3 separate regions of the Mus musculus genome follow, and all the other regions are linked to region 2. Evidence: chromatin contacts called from public promoter capture Hi-C data. All regions are on one chromosome and are shown on one strand. Each heading gives the region's core, a stretch centred on a gene start, on an enhancer-like site or on the middle of the called end of the contact. The rest is flanking DNA. Distances are from core to core; before and after follow the strand shown. Region 1 holds the start of Zbtb24 (zinc finger and BTB domain containing 24). Region 2 has its middle 17 kb from the start of Foxo3. Region 3 overlaps Cep57l1 (centrosomal protein 57-like 1).

Evidence for each region. Promoter capture Hi-C pulls out the DNA fragments that hold promoters and counts their contacts.
Region 1: a promoter capture Hi-C map of the HPC-7 cell line shows a contact between it and region 2, with 5 times the contacts expected there. The contact joins the promoter of Zbtb24 here to the enhancer-like site in region 2. A contact is called at or near these places in 6 of 39 promoter capture datasets (the 3T3-L1 cell line, 3T3-L1-derived adipocytes, the HPC-7 cell line and 2 more), 1 of 484 Hi-C or Micro-C datasets (cortical neurons), 1 of 115 datasets of contacts at active chromatin or transcription factors (embryonic stem cells) and 1 of 9 other capture datasets (liver).
Region 3: a contact with region 2 is called in a promoter capture Hi-C map of hematopoietic stem and progenitor cells, with 3 times the contacts expected there. The contact joins two enhancer-like sites. A contact is called at or near these places in 8 of 39 promoter capture datasets (the 3T3-L1 cell line, 3T3-L1-derived adipocytes, the HPC-7 cell line and 3 more), 1 of 15 datasets of contacts at CTCF or cohesin (large pre-B cells) and 1 of 9 other capture datasets (liver).

Annotation. Positions count from the first base shown.
Region 1 is chr10:41,447,993-41,451,996 of GRCm38.p6, forward strand. It overlaps Zbtb24 (zinc finger and BTB domain containing 24), which reads left to right and starts at 2,366. Exons shown (of 7, transcript NM_153398.3): 1 at 2,366-2,538; 2 at 3,097-4,004. The coding sequence starts at 3,128.
Region 2 is chr10:42,292,192-42,295,818 of GRCm38.p6, forward strand. No RefSeq gene overlaps it. Among named protein-coding and RNA genes, the nearest start is that of Foxo3, 17 kb to the left of the region's middle. Within about 2 kb of position 1,855, at least 46 of the 459 cell types and tissues checked have an H3K27ac peak or open chromatin away from gene starts, as enhancers often do. A contact at or near this core is called in the HPC-7 cell line and hematopoietic stem and progenitor cells, where this site is marked.
Region 3 is chr10:41,750,117-41,753,878 of GRCm38.p6, forward strand. The region is part of intron 2 of Cep57l1 (centrosomal protein 57-like 1); the gene reads right to left. All of the region lies in intron 1 of BC048559 (cDNA sequence BC048559), which reads left to right. Among named protein-coding and RNA genes, the nearest start is that of BC048559, 5.3 kb to the left of the region's middle. Within about 2 kb of position 2,150, at least 76 of the 459 cell types and tissues checked have an H3K27ac peak or open chromatin away from gene starts, as enhancers often do. A contact at or near this core is called in hematopoietic stem and progenitor cells, where this site is marked.

The DNA.
Region 1 (4,004 bases), core at 1,116-3,615, 840 kb before region 2:
CCTGTGTTATGGTGTGCTGAGAGCCCTCAGTATAGAAGCAGGTGTACACTGTCTGTATTCTCAGGCACTCTTCCTGTCTGAATTAGATCTTTTTTTTTTCAAAGCCAATATATACCACTTGGGTGTAGTGCAGAGGATAGGGCTGGGAAATAGGAGTAGGAGTACTATCAGACTAGCGAGGAGGAAGATGAGGAGGAGGAGGAGGAGGAGGAGGACAAAGAGAAAGTGGGGAGGAGGAAGAGAAGGTGTGGCTATAAAGCTGTGCTGGTACTGTCCAACAGCACGATTATCCTTTTGTTCCTCTCAAGTCCCAGAAGTCATGATGGGCTTTGGACTACAGCTTCTTCAGCAGATATCAGCAAACCATCCTAGATCTCACAGAGGTTCTGTTACCTTCACTGCCACAGAAGACTTCCACTAACTGTCATCTGCCAGCTAATGATAAGCCTTCTCCTTTCTCCTGGGTCAAGTTCTCCACAGACCCAATCCATCCAGAGGCCAGGAGACAGGAGGCTCTGTTGATTTCTCTCTCTCTCTCTCTCTCTCTCTCTCTCTCTCTCTCTCTGTCTCTGTCTCTTTCAGGTGGGAAGGGGTAGAATAATGGAAATTAGATATGGAAAAGAAGGAGGAAAAATTCTGGATAACCCATTTATTTCACTATTTCCTCTATTAGCAATCTTACTCATAAAAGGGTATAATCTATGCTCTAATAATATTATCATCAATATCTTCAACACTCTAGATTTTTGCTATGAGCTGACATTTTAAATTCTTCAAATTTCAAAGTAATAAATATTTTGAGCATTTTAAATCTTGTTGGCTTTCATTTTATTAACCTACATCTTCACCTAATATTAACCTACATCTAGCTGTGAGCATCTCACATTTGGTTTGGCCACCTCAGCCTTGTCCAACCAGCCTTTTCTGACAGTCTTCCTCAGAGTGGTTCCTGGTGACCAGCTCCGAGTGACACTCTTACCGATAACCAGTTTCTCCTTTAAATAGCAGCTTATTCGATAAATTTGATCTAGTTTTGGCTCTGTGGAGTTTTTATTGCATTGTTTTTACTGCAATTCTTTCAGCAGAAAACCAAACAAAAACCTATGTGAAAGCAAAGTTGAAAGACTGACCCTTGTTCTTTCTGTCTTTTTATCATTATTATCATTATCATTATTATTATTATTTTCCTCTCGGTGCTGAGGGCAGAATCCAGAACCCAGTGCTCTATCACTGAACAAAATCCCCAATCCCACAACCACCCTTGTTCCTTCTGGAGTGCAGAAGTCAAGCAAAGCTCTCCTGGCATCCCACTCGGACGCCCACATATCTGACCGATTTCGAGGGAGCTCTGGATAGAGTGCACTAGATAACTCTGTAAAGATAAGGGGGAAACCACAGAGCTCATACCTGTGTGGTATGAGCTGCTTTTGTGAGACCCCAACTTAGAGCGTTTCTCCCTGGAAGGTAAAGCCCCTAGACGTTCCCCAAGCTTGTTTTCCCTGATCTCTAATGCGGAGACACTTAGGGAGACACTTCGTCCTCAGCTAGCTGATAATAAAACCTCTTGCAGTTTGCATCAGGTGTGGTTTTCTCTCGGGACACTGGGGTGCTGGCCAGCTCATCCCGGGACTTGAGCGGAGGCCCAGCTTTGGGGGTCTTACACTTTTAATAAAAACTAGTAAGAAAGAAAGAGTCCGGCTGGTAATTCCATCTTTAGTTTCCAAATTGTGGGCAATATAGATGGCAAATTTATAATCTGGAAGTGGACAAAGTAGAGATAATTAGGTACACGCGATGCATAAACGCTGAGCGGAAGCTGCTGGCACAGTTGGAGTAGGTCCGGAACGAATCTGAGCGGGACTTAGGAGCATTGGTCCGGAACACAGAGCCACAGCAGATCCTACCCAGGTTTTTATTTAGAGAACTCTCCCATACCCATAGGTCTCAGAGGGAGCGACACTGTCCTGAGACAACTGAAACCCTCAATAGTCTCTCAGAAGTGCCATAAATCTAAATAAAAACAGCGGTCGTTTCGGTCTTTTTAGCCAAGCCAAGCACTTACTAAGCTCATTCTAACCGTACCAGGTAGGTTAACACCTCCATTTTATGGATAAACACAGAGCTGAGGATGAGTAACTTGGGAAGGAAAGCGAGGAAGAGGATTCATTCAGGAGGTAAATATCTGCTGATTGAAGCCACCGCCGTCTTTATGCTCAGCATCTAATCAGCGGATGTGGTGTCTACTGAGGTCTAAAGGAAACTCAGCGGGGTAACTGGAGGTAAATTTCCGCAGATTGGCAGGTTTCCGCACCAGACCCTCCCTTTCCGGATTCCACAGCAAAGCCCGCCCTCGGGGCGGGGCTCCGGGGTCACGTGATGCTACGGCCCTTGTGCGCGCTTCCGGGTTGACAGACGCCGGGAGTCCGGAGCTACAGCGTAGTGGTGGCGGGGGCGGGGACCGGCGACAGGCCCGGTTAGTGCCCTCTGGGCAGCCGGGTGGGCTGACCGTAGCAAGTCCCTGCGGGGCGGCCCTGACAGGTAGGTCCGCGGCCGGTTGGTTCGGCCCGGGGCCTTGGGCCGCGGAACGTCCGCGGGACTCAGGCCCCAGGCCTGGGACGGAGCTCCGGGCGCCGCTGCTCAGAGCGGGGCCTCTGAATCCGCGCGTTATTTCACCGTAGATCTCCCTTGCGTGGGTTCGTTCCCATATTTCTCATATATGTTCCTATAGTCGAAACAGCTATTCCGTGTGTAGCATCGAGGCAGCACACCCCCAACTCCAACTTTGTGCCGCCACACTTTGAAAGTTTAATTACAAAGTTAACGGACCGGAGGGCCGTACAGACTTTTGAACCCGTTCTCTAATTTCCAGAGGAAATTCCCCACCGTAAGAGGTTATGTGGGTACTGGAGAGGCATCCAGCAGGGTAGCCGCAACAAGGGGAGGAACCCAAGGCTTGGCTTTCCAAGTAGAGTGTAGAAGGTGATAATGTAAAAAAAAAAAAAAAAAAAAAAAAAAAACTGGGTTGTGACAGCTGGAACACGAACAGTCTAGTTAGGCAATACTTCTTCCTAAATAAACATTGATTTTTTATTTCAGATTTAAGCCTCTTCAGAGTCTTCTGGAGAAAATGGCAGACACAACCCCGGAGCCTTGTGGGCAGCTTATGGTACACTCAGACACTCACAGTGACACTGTGCTGGCCAGTCTGGAGGATCAAAGGAAGAAGGGCTTTCTTTGTGATATTACTTTAATCGTGGAGAATGTGCATTTCCGAGCCCATAAAGCCTTGCTGGCCGCCAGTAGCGAGTATTTCTCAATGATGTTTGCGGAAGAGGGCGAGATTGGCCAGTCTATCTACATGCTGGAAGGCATGGTTGCAGACACCTTTGGCATCCTGCTGGAATTTATCTATACAGGTTATCTACATGCCAGTGAGAAAACGACAGAGCAGATCCTGGCTACTGCTCAGTTCTTAAAAGTCTATGACCTGGTAAAGGCATACGCAGACTTCCAGGATAACCATAGCGCCCCAAAGCCACCAGCTTTGAACTGCACTGGGACGCCAGTGGTGGTTATTTCCAATAAGAAGAACGATCCTCTGAAACGGAAACGGGGAAGACCAAGAAAAGCCAATGGTTTGCAGGAAGGGAGATCAGAACTGGCTGCAGAGGGAGAGCTGCAGCTGAGAGTGAACAATTCAGTTCAGAATAGACAAAACTTTGTGTTTAAAGAAGAAGACAGTGTCAAGCTGAGTGAGCAGACTCCAGAAGACAAGGAATCAGAGCCTGCTGGTGAGCCAGGAAGCGTGGAGGAGGTGCCTGCTGAAAAGGACGAGAACTTTGACCCCAAGGCTGGGGATGGACAGGAGAGCCAGAGTAGGTGCAGCAGGCGGAGAATCCGCAGGTCTGTCAAGCTCAAAGACTACAAGCTTCTTGGAGATGAAGATGACCAGAGTACTGCCAAGAGGCTATGTGGAAGAAAAAAGCGCTCCAGCGGTCCCGAGG
Region 2 (3,627 bases), core at 605-3,104:
CTGGGAATTGAACTCAGGGCCTCTGGAAGAGCAGCCAGTGCTCTTAACCGCTGAGCCATCTCTTCAGCCTGCTTAAGGATAGACTTCTTAAGGATTCGGTTAAGTCCGCTCTCTCCGTCTGGGTTTAGGGCAGCCATCACAAAAGGTCTGCCGCTGTCCTCCAACATCAGCTGAGACGAAAAACATCTCGTTCACCCATGAAGGCATTTAAGATGCCATTGGTTCCGTTTATAGCTATGATTATGGGTTGTTTCCTTCTCTCAGTGGATACAAAGTAAAATGGCAATGTTGTTGGCGTACTGGGCACCCTTTAACACCAAAACGGACCCTCATATGTAAAAGACTTGGAAATTTTTCCCAAAGGACAGTTTCTCTATCTGACTGTCAAGTCTCTCGTGTTTTTTTGTTTTTGTTTTTCAAGGCAGGGTTTCTCTGTGTAGCCCTGGCTGTCCTGGAACTCACTCTGTAGACCAGGCTGGCCTTGAACTCAGAAATCCGCCTGCCTCTGCCTCCTGAGTGCTGGGATTAAAGGCATGCGCCACCACAGCCCCACAAGTCTCTCGGTTCTTACATCCCCTGTTCCCTTTTCATTAGAAACAAAGCTAAGGAAAAACTGCCAACACCTCCTGCTGGCAAGAAATCGCACCTTAGAGGTACAGGTACCAGCCTCCTCTGTCCCCCTTGACTGAAGCATGCCCACTCTCACCAAAAAGAATGAGCCAGATAGGAAAAGAACCTTCTTAGTCTCTATTTAGGTATTTTGATGTTTGGAGACAGGGTCTCACTATATAGGCCAGGCTGGCTTTAACTTGACATCTCCTGCTTCCACTCGCCACGTTCTAAGACTAGAGGCATGTACCAGCACACCTGGCAGAATCCCCCCTTGGAAGCAGATGTGCTTTTATGAAGACCCCAACATGTCTTCTGGGTTTTATAACCAGTTCCACTTCTCCATACTAATCTAGCATAACTCTTAAAAGATTGAATAGTGACTCACCCCAGGGATGAATTGAGTCTCACGGTCGGGGTCTTGTTTTCCTGAGAGCCTCAACCTTCAGAACCACCTTGGGAGGTGAAGTGGGGTCGGCCAGTGGAGCTCTCAGCAAGCACTTGACCAGCTGTTTTGCCTGTGTGAGCCCTGCAATTACCTAGGGTGGGTTGGTCTGCTTTGCAACTACATCTATTAGCCTCAATCTTCAGTGCCGCTGGCCGCTGTGATCATGGTTGGAAGCATCCAGAGATGCTGTCTGACATCCGTCTCTCTCTGGGTATCATCAGTAACCCCTTAGCTGTGTGCTCCCTACCCTTGCTGCTGCCAAGTGCCACTGCCCCCACCTCTCCCCTGGATCTTTGCAAAATGGCCAACATAGGGGTTATGTCTGTGTGCATTCAGCCACACAGCAGGGCCACCAGTCTGTGCTGCCAAGCAGCGGCGGGTGCCTGCATGTGATTGCAGCTTTCAGAACATGCCTTGCGCACTCCAAAGCATTATACCAGAGGCAAGTCTCCACTTTCGCTCTTAAGTCCCTTTCTTGTAAACCACCAGGCTTGCTCAAGATGACCATTCCAGAAGCCTCTCTCACAGACACAGCTCAGACTGCTATCCAGGCTTTTCTGCTCCACCGGAGAGAGCACCACAGTTGCCCCTGGAGCACTGTGACCCCCAGAACAACTGAGCACTTGACCTCCTTATCTCTAGTGTCCGTCCTGGTAAGCCTTACTCCTTTGGTTTTCTACCTCTTGGCCACTACCCAGGAAGCTCTGGGAGGGGCAGAAGGGAACAGAAAGACCTCTGAGGAAGGCTCAAACATACAGTTCCATTACATTGCTCAAGACACCAAGAAACCACAGTACAAGTGCGTTGGGGAGGGTGACCTTACCCGAGCCCACACACCCACCCACACACAGCTGGTTGGCTGACTGGCCAGAGGCAGCTGCTTCTCAGCAACTTCTAGTACAATGAGTCACCTCTAAAACAGGACCCTTAACCTGCCCTGATGGGGACACTCAGACGTACTCAGGAGGGGTAAATTCTTTCCAATGGACCAGGATGAAGGAGCCATCATTTTCACACAATGCCATGAAGGTTCCCTCAGATGAACGAGTGCTTCTTCTATTTACCCACAACTCGAGGCCCTCTAGGTCAATCCTGCCTTGTTTCCAGCTAACAGGGAGAGGCCAAGAGGGCCTGGCTCAGTGGAAACCACTCAGATCTCAACCACACTTCCTGGGTTCCAGTGTTTCTCATGGGGAAATGAGTATTTTAATTGACTGGCACCTGCCAAGGGTTGGCTTTGTCTGAATGTTTGTAACCCAGCTGGGGACACTAGCTTACCATACTAGGAATGACATTGGGATTCCAAACATGTTTGGCACACATCCCAAGGTCTATTGCTAGTAAGAATCCAAGACACCTGCATGTGTGGCAGATGATGGGTACAGGCAGCATGGCACATGACATCCCTTTTCTAGAAACACTTATATCTGCTGGGCTCAGTCTCACTGGTTTTATCACGGTGTGGCTGACCACAACAGGGCCCCAACTTTGTAGGCAGAGAGGGAGAAGAGCACAGAATCGCAGTGCCCATTTCTTGTTGGCAGCTTTCAAGATCACACTGGGAAGTGTGATTGCATTAGCCTGCACCTTGTTACCAAGAAAACTAGAGAAGAAAGGAAGGAAGGAAGGAAGGAAGGAAGGAAGGAAGGAAGGAAGGAAGGAAGGAAGAGAGGGAGGGAGGGAGGAAGGAAGGAAGGAAGGAAGGAAGGAAGAGAGGGAGGGAGGAAGGAAGGAAGGAAGGAAGGAAGAAAGAAAGAAAGAAAGAAAGAAAGGAAGAGGAAGGGAAGGGAAAGGAAAGGAAAGGAAAGGAAAGGAAAAGAGAGAAAAAGGAAAGGAGAGAAAAGGAAAAGAGAGAAAAGGAAAGGAGAGAAAAGGAAAGAAAAGAAAAGTATTTTCTAACTAGGTGCCAGGGCACTGTGATAGGTTTCATCAGAGGCAGAGACTATGCTTGAATTTCTGATCTTCTCCTGCCATCTTGTGGCTGGGAGGACGAGCTTGCTCTAAAGACAAGGAGATGAAGGCAGGGAAGAGAAAAACAGTGCTGTGGCAGCCCAGTGACTTGCTGGGGTTCACTGCCCACCACTCTACATATCAATACTCATGTAGGAGTGTGTATTATGTGTATGTATTATGTATTATGCATGTATATATATATATATATGTGTGTGTGTGTGTGTGTGTGTGTGTGTATATTATGTCTGTATGTGTATGCGTAATATATGTATGTGTGTATATGTCTGCCTGTATGTATATATTATGTATGTGTGTATGCATGTATGTATGTATATGTATGTTTGTATATGTGTGTATGTATGTGTGTATATATGTATATATTTGTATGTGTTTATGCATAATGTATATGTATGTGTGTATATATGTATGTATATGTGTATTGACAGGGTTTTATCATGTAGCCTAAGCTGGCCTTGAACTCTCAGTAATCCTCTGGATTCACTCCCCTGAGTGTTGAGGTTACAGGTACAAGCTAACACACTCAGAAATATCCACTTTGGAATTCACACTGATTGTAGTAGCAGTAGTAGTAGTAGTAGCAGCAGCAGCAGTAGTAG
Region 3 (3,762 bases), core at 900-3,399, 540 kb before region 2:
TGACAGGGAACTGTAACCACAGCTCCAGGGCTCTGACTCCCTCGTCTGGCCTCTGAGGATACCAGGTACACACATGGTGTACAGACATACACACAGGCAAACCCATACACATAAAAGTAAAATTGTATACAATACATATAGCTAAAGGAACACTGTAGTACACTGGCACACACCTTTACTGTATTGGTATTCATGGATTTTAAACTTTACATAAATGGACTTATACATTTTTCACTTAAACAACTTGGCATTTATGGCATTTGTTTCCATTGTTGCCTTGTCTGCTCTGGGGACTCTGTATCAGGCCCCTCTTGCTCCAACATAACATGAGCATAACGTTAACATAACGTACCTGAAGGACAGCCTCAGCTCCAGAACCCAGGGGGACCTGTGAAATCTTTCCTGACACTTCACTCCACTCTGAAATTCACATTTCCTGCTTGCTTGCTTGCTTCCCTCCCTCCCTCCCTCCCTTCTGTGGTGGCTGGTCCCAAGAATACTCTGAACACTGCACCTCCATGACGGGGCCGGCTTCCTGTCACTCCAAGCCCAGCCACCGTGCCTCCTCACCATTCCTTGCTGCATCTACATTCCTCCTTCATAAAGTCTGCATCTTAAAGTCCAGATTAGTTAGCATTAGGGCAAATTTTATTAATTTTTGCATCATAATATCTCTCTTACATTCTTTTAAAAGTTAATTGTGCAGGAGCTGGAGAGATGGCTCAGCTTTTAAGAGCACTTGCTGTACTGCAAAAGATCTGAGTTCTGTTCCCAGCACTTAAACATCAGATGGCTCCCAACCCCCTGGAACTCTAAGTCCATGGGATCAGCTATGTTCTTCTGGCCTCTATGGCCTCCACCTACATTCCTGTACATACACACATACATACAAATGGAAAATAATGTAAGTCTTGAGCAGTCTTAAGAAGAAAGGTAACGCTGCTGTCTGGTTCTGGGTTGGAAGCACTATGATGCTCTCTCTATCTTCCACCTTCCCAGCATGGCTGGCTGGCTGTCTCTCTGGGGACTATTGTAGCTTTGCAGTAACTGTCATGGTGTGTTTAGGTGTGACTCTCTTTTTCCATAGCCCTATTTGGGATTTATTTATCTTCTAAAACCTTCCTACATCAGTGTGAGAAATGTCCCAGCTGTCACTGATTTTGACTATTGCTTCTCTGTGGGATGGTAAAACCATGACAAGAAGCTTGGTAAGGTAGAGTGGGTCTGAGACCCAGAGACCTGGTGGACATATACCTGAGATTTAGGCAACTCCACCGCTCCCTGCCAGATTCCAGGCCTGGAATACAAGTCGCACTCGACACATAAGGAAGCTTGATCTGTGGTCATGTAGGCACAGAACAGAGTTCTCCATGCTAATGAAGTACCTACAGGCCCTGAGGGTTTAGCCAATAAGCTTCCCTTTCCAGACATTCTATCTCCCAGCAAAAGGTATTTAATCTCGGGTCCACCCGAGAAGTTGGCATGGTACGGTATGTATCCATTTTCCACGATGAGCAGTCGTCAATAAACAGCTTAGAACAGTGGACTGTCTCTTTCATCAAGATCTGCCGTGGGGAGCCATGAAGAAGGCATTTGACTACCGCGCTTAATTCTCCTGTAGAAGGCTTCTCTGCGCTTCAAGCCACAACCACCACAAAGCTAAGGACAATCACTGCTGAGTTAAACCAGAGCTCCCCTTGGTCCCCACCCCAGACTAGATGCTGTCCTCAGCCCGCAGGCCCCTGACTCTGTTCCCAACTCCTCGAGACTCAGTGACACCCAGATGCCCATGAGTTTGGGTGCCCCCAGTCCCAGCCCCATTGAGGCCCTGTGGACCCCCAATACTTTGTTCCTGATTTCCGGGGGCCCAGAAGTCAGCTTCGGCCTTCTCATACCTCAGCCTGCACTTCCACTCTGGGAGTGGCGTCTCTGCTTCCTTGAAGCCCAGCACCTGCCTCAGCGTCTGAGTCAGCTCTGTGGGAAGCGCAGCCAAACTCCCTGCAGAGGCAGGCGGAACAGGACGGTTTTTCTCTAATCTCACTGGACATGACTTCACTTTCTTAGAGGTTGCTGAGTTTGAGTCTCAGTCACTCACTCTCCAGCAAGCCAAGAATGCTCTAACTTTTAGGAGGTAATCACTGGGGGCGGGCTTTGAGAGGAGCGCCTAGCCACACTTCCTGTTCTACTTCCTGTTCCTAACTGCTGGGTGGGCCTCAAGCTCCAGCCGCCTTGCCCCCCCGACCTTGGTGGGCTCTGTCCTCTGGAATGGTAAACAGAAGCAAAGCCGTCATTCTAAAAGTAGCTTGCTAGCAGCATATTCTTACAGAAAAGTCTCTCGACAAACTTACTTTTCTTTGATAATTTGAGAACTCAATCTCTGTCATGTGTGGGGTCTGCTACCTGTTTGCAGTGGCTGGTTAATTTATGGTCAGCGATTTCGTTTTTGTGAGTGGGTCTTGCTCAAAGCACCCAGATCATGAACTTAAGAGCCTCCCTCCTCAGCCTCCGGAGAGCAGGGATTACAGGTGTGATCACAGTGCATCTTGGAATTTCCATTTCATATGTCTTCATTTTTTGCATTACAGCCAGGCCTTGCACATCCCTAACTGGTACTCCACCAGTGAGCCTTATTGTAGAATTCTTGGTTTTCAATTAATTTCATAGAACTGAGGAATTCTTTGAAGTTCATGTTTAAATCATTCTGGGAATGTCGCTCAATGGTGGAGTGCTTCCTACCATGTGAAAGCCCTTGCTCTGACTTCCTACGTCACACACAAAAAAGACTCTTCTGCAAAGGTGATTTATGCTCATTCCCGATAGGTCTCTGCAATACCCAAACCCCATTAAAACAAACTTTTAGGTGGAGACCTTGGGGGTGGGGGTGGGAGGCTGGGCACAAATTCAGACACAGCAAGGGCTGTGATGGGAAGTTCTCAGGACAGGTCTATATTGGGGATTGGTTCCAATGCTTTGAAATAACCTGGTCCTCAAATTGGGAATCTGCATGTCCAAATGCTGAAGGTCCTTGTCCCCGATTGGTTTTTGATCGATTAATAAAGATACCAGCGGCCAATGGCTGGGCAAAGGGATATGGGGCAAGACCCTTAGATTTGCATGGGCTAGGGCGAGAGGTGGGGGAGGGAGGAGAAGGAAGACTTGGGGGAGAAGGATGGGACATAAGAGCTGCAGGAGAGAAAGCCAACAAGCCATGTAAGAATGCAGGAAAGTGGCCAATTCGGGGATTAGGGTGACAGGCGGAAGTTTAGGAGTCTCAGGAATACTGCAGGAGGTCATTTGCTATTAAGGGAAGGTTTAGGAGTGCCCAGCCTTTGAGCTAGTCACACATGTCAAAAATTAGATGGTGTATGTGTGTGTGTGTGTACGCGCCTGCATGCATTCGACCCACTGGGAGCCAAGTGGTGCAACCCTTTACAGCTACAGGTGTACTCATTGTAAAGCCAGGGATAAACATGGGAGTGCATGCGGGTCTGAAGTTGGTCTCAAGAGCTGGTTATTTTCATAAACCATCCATGCAATGTTTGACACTTTAGGCATCCTTTCTGTATACTGTCAGGTTTGAACTTCTGACTCAGCCAAGAATAAGGCTTCTCTTTGCCATGCAAGCAGCTTCCTCTTAAAGCCCACGATCTGAGCCTCGAAGGACCAGAAGACACCTTCAGCAGCAGACAGGGCTCACCTGCCCTGTGCAGATGCACTTTCTTATTATCTGGACAGTCATATTGTTCTCTTACTTTGGTGCCA